3 separate regions of the Sus scrofa genome follow, and regions 1 and 3 are each linked to region 2. A link is a contact called in public HiChIP or PLAC-seq data. All regions are on one chromosome and are shown on one strand. Each heading gives the region's core, a stretch centred on a gene start, on an enhancer-like site or on the middle of the called end of the contact. The rest is flanking DNA. Distances are from core to core; before and after follow the strand shown.

Region 1 (4,223 bases), core at 1,682-4,181, 180 kb after region 2:
TGGACTCTTTTGTTTAAAAAGGGTAACTTGCACTGGGAATATTGTTAAAGACCAACTAATTTGACCACCCGAGTCATGTAACGAACAGTTGCTGGGCTGACCGCCAGGCTTACTTTTGGCCACTTATTGACAACACAGGCAAAGGCTGTCTCGCTGATGCGAGTTCGTAGGTCCACGAACTACCTTCAGGGTTAACCACTCTAACGGCACTCGTTTTCTTCCTGATACGTCTTCATAAGCACATCAGACTCATCCTGCCCAAAGCCCCTTAGCGCCCTCCCCACACGCTGCTTCCCACCCCACCCCTCTCTGGTGATCAGCCCCCAGACCCACTCAGCTCAACAGTCCACACAGCCGGGGGCCATCCTGACAAGTCCCACCCTCCACCCTGAACATCTGCTCGCCGGGTCTTGTCACATGCACCTCAGGACGAATTTCCAAGGCTGTCCAGCAGCCCTGACGCACCGCTCTCATCTGCACCAGCTCCGTCGCTTCCTAACATAACCCCTGCGTTCCCGAGGCCTCCCGCTAACCTACTCTCCATGCATAACCACGCGAGCTTTAAACAGCAAACATCAAACCGCGGCCTCTCCAGCGGAGATGCCTCGCTAGACAAAGACATAACTGGGTGTTCTCGGCATGCCTCAGCTACTGCCAGCTCTCTTCTCTCTGGCTGTGACCTTCGTCTTGGTCAGCACCGGCTGCTCTAACAACAAATCGTAGATGGAGGGCTCACACAGCAAACCTTCCCTTCCCACAGCGCTGCAGACTGGGTCCGAGATTAAGGCACCACAGATTCGATGTCTGGTGAGGACTGGATCCCGGTTACAAACCAACCTCGCACTGTGTCCTCACCTGGAGGAAAGGGTGAGGTGGCCCTCTGGGGTCCCTTTTACATGGGGACCCATCGGGCAGGCCCCCCTCTCATGACCTCACCACCTCCCCGCCTCCCGACACCATCACTTTGGGGATTAGGAGTCAACACAGGCTTGTTGCAAGGACACATACCCTCGGTCCAGAGCAGACCTCCGACCCTGATGCTTTTCTTCTCTTTGAACCCTGTGCACGTCCAGCCTCTAGGGCCTCTTAGAAGCTACTTCTCTGATCTGGAGCATAGCCTTCCTACACGCCCATGTTTTTACTTTCTCCTAGTGAATATCTCCTTTTATTCAGATCTCAGATCAACGGTCCCATTTTTGGCTCATTGTGCACAACCTCCCAGCCCCACTTTCCCCGACATTCACAGGGAACACTATCTTCCTAGGAAACCTAACCACAACTATAGGCAAGGAGCTGTGTATCTAGCTGTCACAGAAACACAGCTGATAGGATATCCTGTCCTCGCTGATAGGATATAAATGCTAAATATCCTACCAGGATAATCTGCTTCCTGTGACTCCGCCCCCAGATTCTAGTATTTACGACCACCTGCCGAGTGAATAAGTATGCAAGTCGTGGAGACACAAATAAGTTAAGCTTAATTCTACTCCCTTGTAGACGACTCCCTTAAACCATTCTCCTCAGTGTGGACTCTAAGGTGGCCTGCAGACAGCACAGGACTGCACCGAGATTTCAAGAAATCCATGGAGATGCAGATGTGAAGGAGACAGTGTATGTTTCAATCAATGCCGGGTACACGAATATTTCTGTGCAGATGTCCAGAAGGGAGCAGAGTGGTGCTTCATGTTCCTTACACCCGAAGAAGCCTCCTTGCTCCCTGAGAGGACACTTGAGTCTGTAAGTCTTTTTAGTGTAGATGAAAGAGGGTAGCAAAATGCAAAGAATTTAATGTTCTGAAAATAGAAGTATAAATAATGCATTGAGTATATAAAGCAAAACTGCACATAATGTACCGCTCTAATCTACTCAGAATTCAGGGCATTGCCAACAGCAGAACTGATGTGTGGCATAAAAAAAGCATCCGAAGAGTGGATGACACTGTGAGTGGGTCTCATGAGGTCTTGGTCAGTGCCACCATCTCCCCTTTTGCCCATTACTTTCTTGGAAATTAGAGCTATGGCTGGAGCCTGTGGAGGGCAGCATTTGCCCCAATTCCTGGCCCTCTCCATTCCCCTCAGAGACTAGCAAGGTGCCCACAAGAAAATCCATAGAAACCAAGTTCTATAAATTATGTCTGCACCCATGGCATATGGAAGTTCCTGGGCCAGGAACTGAATACAAGCTGCGGATGAGACCTATACCACAGCTGTGGCAACCCTGGATCCTTTAACCCACTGGGCTGGGCTGGGGATTGAACCCAAGCCACTGCAGTTGGATTCTTAACCCGCTGCGCCACAGCGGGAATGTCCCACAATGTATCATTTTAACCAAAGGGGAAGAAATTCCCATTTCTCAGTCTTTGTTTTCATCCTGAAAACGTCATGGTATTTGTAGTATTTACACTGTTAGATTTGTAATTTAACGGTAACTTTTTATGTTCTGGTGATGAAATGCACAGCATAAGCTCAGCCAAATCAAGAAGTGCCTCTTGAGCCTGTGTTCACGGCAGCATGCTTCCGCCCAGCATCTGGGGCCCAGCGAGAGCCCAAGACTGAACTTGTTTCATTCTCCTCAGCTGTAAACTGGATGCAGTTGTCTTTTCAGCTTCAGAAGGTCGCTGTGAGGAGTGTTTCCTCCAGACGTACAGTGGCCATTACACTGAGCTACTCATCTTTCTCCTCCCCTTTTCCCCCAAAGAACGTGGGTCTGCCGAAGGCCCACTGGACGGATCCATGGGACGGTCCGTCCGTGTCCCACATACCCTGGTCTTAAAAAGACCTCAGGCCTTCCCAGGTGGCTTTCTCAGGACGAACTCTTTGTGCTGTAGGAGACGAGTACTTTGATTCTGAAAGTGTGCGGAGACAACCCAACATGGTGTGTGTTTTAGGGAGATGAAGACGGTTCTAGAAATGAGGAAGTCTCACTGCAAGATCAAGGAAGGAGCCACGCAATCTGTATTTTGGGAGATTTGCTGTTGAAAAGGAAGTGGATCTAGTCAGCTCTTTTTTTTATTGGCGTATAATTGGCTTATAATATTATATCAGTTTCAGGTGTAGAACATAGTCATTCGATATTTTCACAGATTATAGACCCTTAAAAGTTATTACAAAATAATGGGTATAATTCTCTCTGCTGTAAAACATACCTTGTAGCTTTTTTATTTCATATATAGTAGTTTGTATCTGTTAACCCCATACCCCTACCTTGTCTCTCCTCCCTCCCTCTCCCCACTGGTAACCACTAGTTCGTTTTCTCTGTCTGAGTCGGTTTTTAGTCTGCTACATACATTCATTTGTATTCATTTTTAGCTTCCGTATAAATATCATAGAGCATTTCTCTTCCTCTTTCTGACTTATGTTGCTAAGCATGCTATTCTCTGGGTCCATCTACGTTGCTATGAATGGTAGAGCCTCATTCTTGTTATAGCTGAGTAAGATTCCATGACACGTGTATACCACGACTTCCTAAGCCGATTATCTATTGATGGACACTGGGGTTGCTTCCGTATCTAGGTTACTGTAAATAGTGTTGCTAGGAACACTGGGACGCACGCATCTTTTCGAATGAGTGTTTTCAGGAAATATACCCAGGAGCGGAATTGCTGGGTCATATGATAATTCTATTTTCAGGTTTTTGAGGAACCTCCCTACTGTTTTCCAAAGTGGCTGCAAGAAGTTACATTCTCACAAAAATGCGCACGTGTCCCCTTTTCTCCACATCCTCTCCAACATGTTATTTGCACACTTTGGGTGGCGGGGGGTGGGGGAGGCACACCTGCAACATATGGATGTTCCTGGGCTAGGGACTGAATTGGAGCTGCAGCTGCTGGCCTGTGCCACAGCCACAGCAATGACAGATCCTAGCCACATCTGCAAACTATGCCACAGCTCAGAGCCTTAACCTGCTGAGCGAGGCCAGGGATCGAACCCATATCCTCATGGTTCTTAACCTGCTTAAGAACCTTAGCCACAATGGAAATTCCTATTTGTAGACTTTTTGATGACAGCCATTCTTACAGGTGTGAAGTGATATCTGTGGTTTTGTTTGCACTTCTCTAATAATTAGCATGATGTTGAGCATCTTTTCATGCACCTGTTAGCCATTCCTATGCATGTCTTTTTTGGAAAAATGTTTATTCAGGTCTTTTGCCCATTTTTTGGTTGTGCTGTTTGTGTATTTCAGATATTGACTCCTTATTTGTCATATCATTTGCAAATATTTTC
Region 2 (4,036 bases), core at 1,070-3,569:
GCCCGAGCCAGGACCCCCAGTTCTGCTTTGTGGCCCCAGAATAAGCCTGTCCTGCTGTTGCCACGACCGCCCACCGGGTATCTGAGGGGCCAGATCAGGCCCTTTCTCATCGTCTCTTTCCCAGTCACTCGGATTTTCTCTAGTCGCCCCTGGTAGCTCGGTCCCCGTCCTCTCTCTCTCCTGCGTGTCCCTGGACACGTGGCAGAGTCAGGTTCTCATTAGACTGTTCTGCGCAGAAAGGGGCCGTCGCCTGTCCTGCTCTGGTGGCCGCGTGTCCATCCATGGGGCCCGGAGGAGAAGCTGTGCTGTACAAGTCTCGAAGTGGACTTAAACGGAATTAGAAATGACGGCAGTAAAACCCAGACACGGATCTGTAGTTTCAGCTGCTGGAGTAACGCCATCGAGCATCTAAGACGCCACGACTCATGGAGCAGCGGGTGACTCAGCCGCTTGTGTACAGTAAAGCAACTTCCTTCTTCAAAAATGTTGTTTTTTTTTTTCTTTTTAGGGCCACACCCTTGGCATACGGAAGTTCCCAGACTAGGGGTCGAATCAGAGCCGTAGCTGCTGGCCTACACCACAGTCGAAGCAACGCCAGATCCGAGTCACATCCGCGACTTACGCTGCAGCTCTCGGCAACGCTGGATGCTTAACCCACCGATGGAGGCCAGGGATCGAAGCGGACGCACATCCTCATGGACACTAGTCCGGCTCTTAACCCGCTGAGCCACAACGAGAGCTCCAACCCTCATTTAACATGCAACCTGTTCCTACCAAGAATTTAGAACCGCTAGAGCGGGGCTGTGAGACAGAACTTTCCCCAAGAATAAAATCGGCCTGGGCCTGTAGTTTCCAAGGTGGTCGCCATGAGCCACGAGCCACATGTGTCTCTGATACACTGGGAAGAGAAAGGGAATTTTACCCTTTCATTTAAATTTTAATAAGTTTAAATTTAAATGGCCTCACGTGCCCTGTGGGAGGCAGAGCTTGGGTGATGACCCTGGCGGAGAGAGAGAGGGAGAGAGGAAAAGAGAGAGAAAAAGGATGTTTCTGAGAGAAGCGACTGCGAGTGAATTTTGTAGAACAAGACTCGGGAGAGAACAGATTCCTTACTTTCAAATATCAATACATTTGAAAGGCTAATTAAGAAAAACACAACAGCTACACAAAGAGAATTATCTTTTACAAAATTTTTTGAGTCGAGTGGTATTGAAGTACAAGTGTAGGAAAATTATGTAATTTCACGTACAGTTAAGTGGAGGAGTCTGGATTTTAACCCGGATGAATTCATATAATATTTACTATGTATATTACAGTATTTGAATACATATTTATTTGTGTATAACTTAACTGCCAATGCTATCTGCTTGTCTAGGATATGCTGATCTTATATTGACTATCAGCTCTGTGCAGAGACATACCAATATATATATAATAATAACAATAAATTTATACATTAATATTATAATGTATTTATACATGCACATTTGTAGAAATATGTACATTCCCATGCATACTATATGTATGCAACTGGGAAAGTTCACCGGTCAGGAAGAATGTTTTCTAAATGAGGAGCCACCTTCCCGCATGAGACACTGGGAGTCGGTGAAGGCCGCGATAAAGGTCTCAGAATGGCTTTACACGGCTTGATATGATACGTATTCTTTTCATTTTGGAAGCTGGGCCCTGATTAACACCTTTTTCCCGCAGCACCTGAGCACCGCGAGGGAACCTGGAAGACGTGCCTCATTTGCTGACAGCCAAGCTTCCGCAGCTACCTTTCCATGGGTCACTGACCTTCCTCTCCAGACCGAGGCCGTTGTGGTCACCTGATGTGGTCACCACATCAGTGTCAGGCGTATCGGTCGCTATTTTAATTCTGCTGGTTTCAATGAGGCCTTAAACACTGAGTCAGGAATCAAAGGTTGAAGGGACTTTAGAGACTGACCCCGACGCCGTACTCGGAGATGAGGAAGCAGAGGCTTATCACAGGGAAATGATTGCCTGAGGTCTTGGAACAGCGGGATGGCTCTGAGTTCATTCTCAGTGGCTCACGTCCTGAGTTTACGTTTTTATGATATGGTGGATTTGTTTATCTGTTGGCTCAGATTCTTATATAATTGGTGATTGATATCTGTCTTCCTCGTTCAATGTCCTTCCTTCCTTGCTGAAAGAGAAACATAGAGTTGGAGAAAAACACCTCTATAGAGAATAATAATAAAATTTCTGCAAAAACAGGAAACTTGTCAACGCGACGCCCTTTGCAGTGATGGGACAAACAGGAAGTGAATAGAGTAAGTCGTGAGGCGAGTGGCCTGGTCTCCCGCCTCCGCTCGCTAAGCACGTATTCGGGGCCAGGGCCTCTGCCCTGGGTGGAGGCGGCCCTGGTGTTAGGGAGATTGTCTCTGCCTTTGGTGCACTTACTCTGTTGAGAGGTCACGTCAGTCTGCCAGGGCTGCCACAGCGAAAGACCACAGACGGGGGGCCTACCCGCGGATTCTCCCCCAGTTCTAGAGGCCAGGGGTCTTAGATCACGGTGGGGGCCGGGCTGGGTCCCCTGAGGCCTCTCTCCTGGGCGGGTGGACCCCATCTCCCCCACTCCCCAACCCCTGCCACGTGCTCACATGGTCACCCCTCTGTGAGCCTGTGTCCTGGCCTCTTCTTACAAGGACACCAGCCCTGTGGGTTAGGGTCACCCCAATGACCTCGTTCTAATTAATTACCTTTTAAAAGAACTTGTCTCCACACATGTCACATTCGGCAGCACCAGGAGGGTCGAGTGTCAACATGTGAATTTCGGGGGACACCTTTCAGGCTGCATGTATCTCCCAGGTATCATTTTTACAACAAAACAGAATATCATGCTGCCCTTTTCAGAAATTTAGGCTTGGGGGGGTGGGGTGCCATGTTCCAGAGCGCACGACTCTGGATGGAGCCAGGCTCGAACACACCTTTGTCCAGTCTCTCCCACGTCCCCAGCGGATGGATGTGAACCTAACATCCAACGGGACAAAGAAGGGGCTCAGCGTACCTCCCAGGAGTGGACCTGGGGATGGCATTTCATGGCCAGGCCTGCTCCTGTTTCATCTCCAAGCTTTAGGATCTTCAGCAGTAACTGCTGCTCAGAAATGAGTCTCGGGATGCGGCGCCAGAAGGTGGCCTGACTTTCTGGAGCGAACTGCGGTCCCAGGCTTGTCAAGCACCCACCTGCATCCTCATCTTTACATTAAGGAAGTCGTAGGAAACACCCTCTATCTTTCAGACCTAATGTGTCTGCATTTTTGTCATGAGTGATAACATTTTTTTCCCGCTTAAGTAGTAAATAGGAGAAAAAAAAACCCTGCCGGAAATCTTGCTTCAAAAATAAAGCAGACAAAAACCCAAGACTAGAAATATGATATTTTAAGAGTAGTATTTGGTTCATTTTATTTTATTTGTTTATTTAGTTTTGCTATTTAGGCATATGGAGGTTCGCAGGCTAGCAGTCCAAGTGGAGCTGTAGCCGTGAGCCTACACCACAGTCACAGCAACGCCAGATCCAAGCCACGTCTGTGACCTACACCACAGCTCACGGCAACGCGGGATTCTTAACCCACTGAGCGAGGCCAGGGATCAAACCTGCAACCCCATGGTTCCTAGTCGGATTCGTTTCCACTGCGCCATGACAGGAACTCCGTATTTGGTTAATTTTAAACATTTGACTATGAGTTAGAAGTTTCATTGTCCATTTTTAAGTAGGTATTTTTTAATACCGTTTCTAGAAAATGGTTAAGGTAAATTCTTATGGATCAATTGTTCTAGCTTTAATTTCAGGTGGTTTTTTGTTTGTTTGTTTGTTTTCCCTGCTGTACAGCATGGGGATCAAGTTATTCTTACATGTATACATTTTTCCCCCACCCTTTGTTCTGTTGCAATATGAGTATCTAGACATAGTTCTCAATGCTACTCAGCAGGATCTCCTTGTAAATCTATTCCAAGTTGTGTCTGATAAGCCCAAGTTCCCGATCCCTCCCACACCCTCCCTCTCCCATCAGGC
Region 3 (4,073 bases), core at 371-2,870, 250 kb before region 2:
CCTGCATTGTTCCAAGTCTTTCTTAAGTATGTGAACACCCCTAAGAGACGGGTGCCATCGTGACGCCTTTTCACAGATGCGGAGAGAGGTGTGTGCCATTAATTAAGGCCATCAGATGGCAAAGCACATGCTTCTGGAAGGCGGGAAGGAGGGGCACAGAAGACAGCTCCTGCAGCCAAGCTGTTAGGTCTCAACCTTGGACAGTAAAGAGCCCCAAGAGCTCCCCAGCGAACCCCCCAACCACAAGGCAAAGGACTGTTTCTAAGAGTGGCCCCTGTGGTTCAGGCTCTGTCCTAGGAGATACTCTAGGGTCTGTGTCTTGTGAAATTTTCAGGCTTCACAGGGAGAAGCACTGGCAGAGCCCTGGGGGCTAAGGGAGGAAGGGCCAAGGACAGTGAAGGACAAAAGAGCAAAAAGGGTGATTGAGGAAGACCGCCAGGCTGAAGTCCTCTGTCACGGTGGCCCCACGCCGCTTCCTCCTGATGGAGCTTTTGGGCAGGATGTGACTTGGAAGGGAGCGACCACTGTCCTTTCCTCCACCCCCCACCCCCACCCCCGCTCCCCGTGGAGGCGGGGGGGGGGGGGGAGGCGGGGAGCAGAGCTCTGTGCATCTCGCTCACGCGGGCCCATCTGCAGAAGAGGCAGGATGCTCCGAGGTGGGTCCCGGGTGCTGGGGGGCCGTGCCCTCCCTCTTTCCTTCCCCGGGATCACAGCCAGGGGCCCCCGCGCAGCCCTGAGGTGGATTCGAGAAGCAGACCTCGGGCAGCACGGGGCTCAGAGGCCAGAATCAGAGCTGACGCTGCCTGGGTCCTTCCCGTCACTCTCCAGGATGAGATCATTGAGACAATGGTTCCTAAAAAATAAAAGGGCCTTTCTGTTTCCCTTTCCAAATATGTTCTAGGACATTCTCAGAATGCCCCGGGGGATACGTGCTCTTAAACTTTCAACATGGTGAAGGCCTGGGAGGTGGTGGACCGCGACAAGAACGCTGGGAGTGTGACCAGCACAGGCCCGGAGGCGCCCATGGCCTCATCTCTCCGCGTCTGAGCTCCCGGTTTCATGCTCAGCCAAGGAATTCGAGCTTCACTTTTAGCGTCAGGGAGAAAACTAAAGATTGGTATTGACCAGTACCTTCTTTTTCAAAATGCACACAAAACATGCATGTTTCTCCTTACTCTTTCTTTTTTTTTTTTTTTTTTTTTTTTGAGGTTTTTGCTGCACATTTAGGAGTCAGAATCTGCATGATATTTAGGATGAAGAAAGGTTGAGTTTTTAATCTCAGAGCACAAGTTCTCGGGTAACTTTCAAGTTCCTCAGAATCTTCTGATTTTCCATCTGGTTCGAAACCTTAGTTCCATGTGCAGTTGGCAATGGCATTTTCTCCCACTAGCGACTTCTGCATTTGCTCTCCAGCCTTCAGTTGTGTGCGTGGCTGTGGGCATGGGTACGAGCACCCTTTCGGGCGCCCAGACCTTCGCGTGCTCAGGTCCCCGTTGGCAAGGGCTCCTAGAGGTGAACCAGAGTCCTCCCTCCAGGCAGGAGGCACAGGCACGGCCCCGCTCCTCAAAGTGCCGAGATCCAGGCAGTGTAGACGTGCAGAGAAGCTGTTCTCGGGGACATACCCAATACAGGAAATGAAAGACGGAAACGATGGTTTCAACCAAGTGAGAGCAGAACTGAAAGTCTGCAAATAAAAATTACAGATCCTTAATCACAATTTTCTCTCCGCACAGGCTGTATAAAAGCGTGCCATTCTCTAAGAGGCTTGCCATGTTTTCAAGACCTCTTGAGTCGTCGTGACTTCTGCCTCTTGACTTCGATTCGACTCCGCAAGCAATAAAACAGTAAAAGCACCTCATTTCCTGCTCTCCATGTACTGCATTAAGGAGGTATTTCTCCACCAGAGCTGCAGCTCCGAGGACCCTTCTGCCCGCCCGGCCGGGCTGCTCAGCTGGGTCCTCTCTCCAGACTTTCTTGAGGAAGCAGAGAAGCATCTCAAACCCCAGCTTTTTGGTTCATTTCTATGCCAAACATCTGGGGCTTGAAAAAGAACTGTGCATGGAGATAAAGTCACCACCGACTCTGTGGAAAGGAGCATTAGGCAAAAAAGAAGTCGGACACATTAATTAAAATGGAAGACTAAATGAGCTGCAGAAAAGGTCGTGAGCCAGGGTCCCCGTGTGGGATCCATCCCCTTCGGTTAATTCTCTCATCCTTCGGGTTCTTGCTTTTGACCTGCTGAATTTGCAGACTTAGGAAACAGGACATACATGCAAACAAGTTCCGGCAAGCAACAGCTCGCAAACAAGATGTTGCAGTGAAGGCTCAGAGAGGTCGAGGGACTCACCCACAGCCACACAGCTCAGACGTGGCCAACAGGGCTGGAACTCAGTTTCCAGCCCATCTCATTCTCTTGCCCCACAGGGCCTCTCAGGGCACAAGTCACTGCCTGACAATCCAGATTTATGTGGACATGCCTTGCATTTCTTCAGGGAGCCTCAGCCAGGCCTTCCCTCTTCTGTGAGGTCAGGGGTGTGGCACCTCTTGCATGTGTGCCCAGGAGCTTACGGAGAAACGTGTCCGGCCACTTTCCCGAGGCTTGACAGATTTTCCCACAATGGCGTGAATGGACAAGAAAATGCAGCTTTGCTTGACGGCCCCACCCCAGTGCCCCTCTCCTGACTCACAAGCCACCTGGGGTGCCAGCCCAGGAGACCCGGGTCACTGCCACGCCTCGATGAAAACCTGCTCCCCGTGAGCCTGGCTAACACCCCAGTTATTCGGCATTGCTGAGGGGTCACGGACAGTTTAGCTGTTAAAGGTCTGGGTGATGGGCTGGGGTCAGGGACACGGGCATGCTGGGCCTTAGGGACCACCATCCTGAAACAGGGACCGTAAATCCTGTGCTCACGGTTTGGGGGAGACTAACAGGAGGTGATCTTCAATGTGCCGTGTGGATTCGGGGGACACAACGGTCGGTCCACAGCAGCTGTGTGACACCTGCAGAGCAGCAGTGGGCCTCGCAAGCCCAGGCTGCACAGGATGAGGGCTGATCCTGTGGCAACCCGTACTCCATCCCCCGCACGCCACGCGGCTTGCCCGCAGTGTCCAAGGTCAGGGAATCGGTCATGACCGTGATTCAGCAGGAAGCAGACAAGAGAGCAGAGCCAAAGGCCTGGTTCTCCTCTCAGCTCTGACACTAACACTACCGGATTAATAGCATTTGTCGTCCAGACCCAGGGCGTCACACGCGAGGAGTCACAGGCAGGGAAAGAAAGCTGCGGTGCTGCAATCAGTCCAGGCTGAGGCCATGTTCGCGGGGGTGGATCCAACAGTTTTACCATCTGCTCTAAAAGGCCAGCACCTGCCAAGGGGAAACTCCTCCTCTCCAGGCCCTGCCTCCTGAGGTGCTGACATCCCTAACCCCTTCGGACGTCAGAAGGTGGCCACTCCAGAGCTTAAGCGACTTCACGAGGCCTCATGGTTAGAAACTTCCAGAGCTGGCATTTGATGCCAGGTCTGCTGGATTCTAAAACACGCCCTCTTCTCACCTAAGACCTTACAGAGACCTGTCCCCAAGAAGCTGGACTTGGTCTGCCACTCACTGCTGTTATAGAAGAAGGACGGAGAGGTGGTTGCCTGTGTGGGCCATTGCACTGGGAGGGGACAGGGCACAGAAGCTGAGGACTCAGAAGGGAAGTTCTGTCAAGGTAGTGACCCGCCTGTTCAGTTGGAAGGTGCAAGCTTCATTTTTGGTCTGTGCCCACTCTGCTTTGCGTCTGTTGCCATGGTTACTTCTAGTAGGGGATAAAGGAGTCTGGCCACTGTCCGGCTGCTGGGCTGTCCTGAGGTCATTTTACACCCAGTGTTTTCTCTGTCTTTATTTTTTTTTTAGCCACACACGTGGCTTATGGAAGTCTCCAGGACCAGGGATGAAATCCGAGTTCAGCTGCAGCCTACACCACAACTGCAGCAATGCTGGATCCTTAACCCACGGCACCACAGTGGGAACTCCTACATTTTCTCTATCCTTGAATCGCAGCAAACTTGAACCTTCAGAATGGCAATGTCAA

What was found. HiChIP or PLAC-seq counts read pairs in DNA pulled down with a chosen protein or histone mark.
Region 1: an H3K27ac HiChIP or PLAC-seq map of alveolar macrophages shows a contact between it and region 2. The contact joins two enhancer-like sites. A contact is called at or near these places in 2 of 2 datasets of contacts at active chromatin or transcription factors (alveolar macrophages and skeletal muscle).
Region 3: an H3K27ac HiChIP or PLAC-seq map of alveolar macrophages shows a contact between it and region 2. The contact joins two enhancer-like sites. A contact is called at or near these places in 1 of 5 promoter capture datasets (skeletal muscle), 1 of 47 Hi-C or Micro-C datasets (omental adipose tissue) and 2 of 2 datasets of contacts at active chromatin or transcription factors (alveolar macrophages and skeletal muscle).

Annotation. Positions count from the first base shown.
Region 1 is chr10:66,086,874-66,091,096 of Sscrofa11.1, reverse strand. No RefSeq gene overlaps it. Among named protein-coding and RNA genes, the nearest start is that of AKR1E2, 400 kb to the right of the region's middle. Within about 2 kb of position 2,931, at least 2 of the 83 cell types and tissues checked have an H3K27ac peak or open chromatin away from gene starts, as enhancers often do. A contact at or near this core is called in alveolar macrophages, where this site is marked.
Region 2 is chr10:66,262,979-66,267,014 of Sscrofa11.1, reverse strand. No RefSeq gene overlaps it. Among named protein-coding and RNA genes, the nearest start is that of KLF6, 220 kb to the left of the region's middle. Within about 2 kb of position 2,319, at least 18 of the 83 cell types and tissues checked have an H3K27ac peak or open chromatin away from gene starts, as enhancers often do. A contact at or near this core is called in alveolar macrophages, where this site is marked.
Region 3 is chr10:66,507,333-66,511,405 of Sscrofa11.1, reverse strand. No RefSeq gene overlaps it. Among named protein-coding and RNA genes, the nearest start is that of KLF6, 21 kb to the right of the region's middle. Within about 2 kb of position 1,620, at least 23 of the 83 cell types and tissues checked have an H3K27ac peak or open chromatin away from gene starts, as enhancers often do. A contact at or near this core is called in alveolar macrophages, where this site is marked.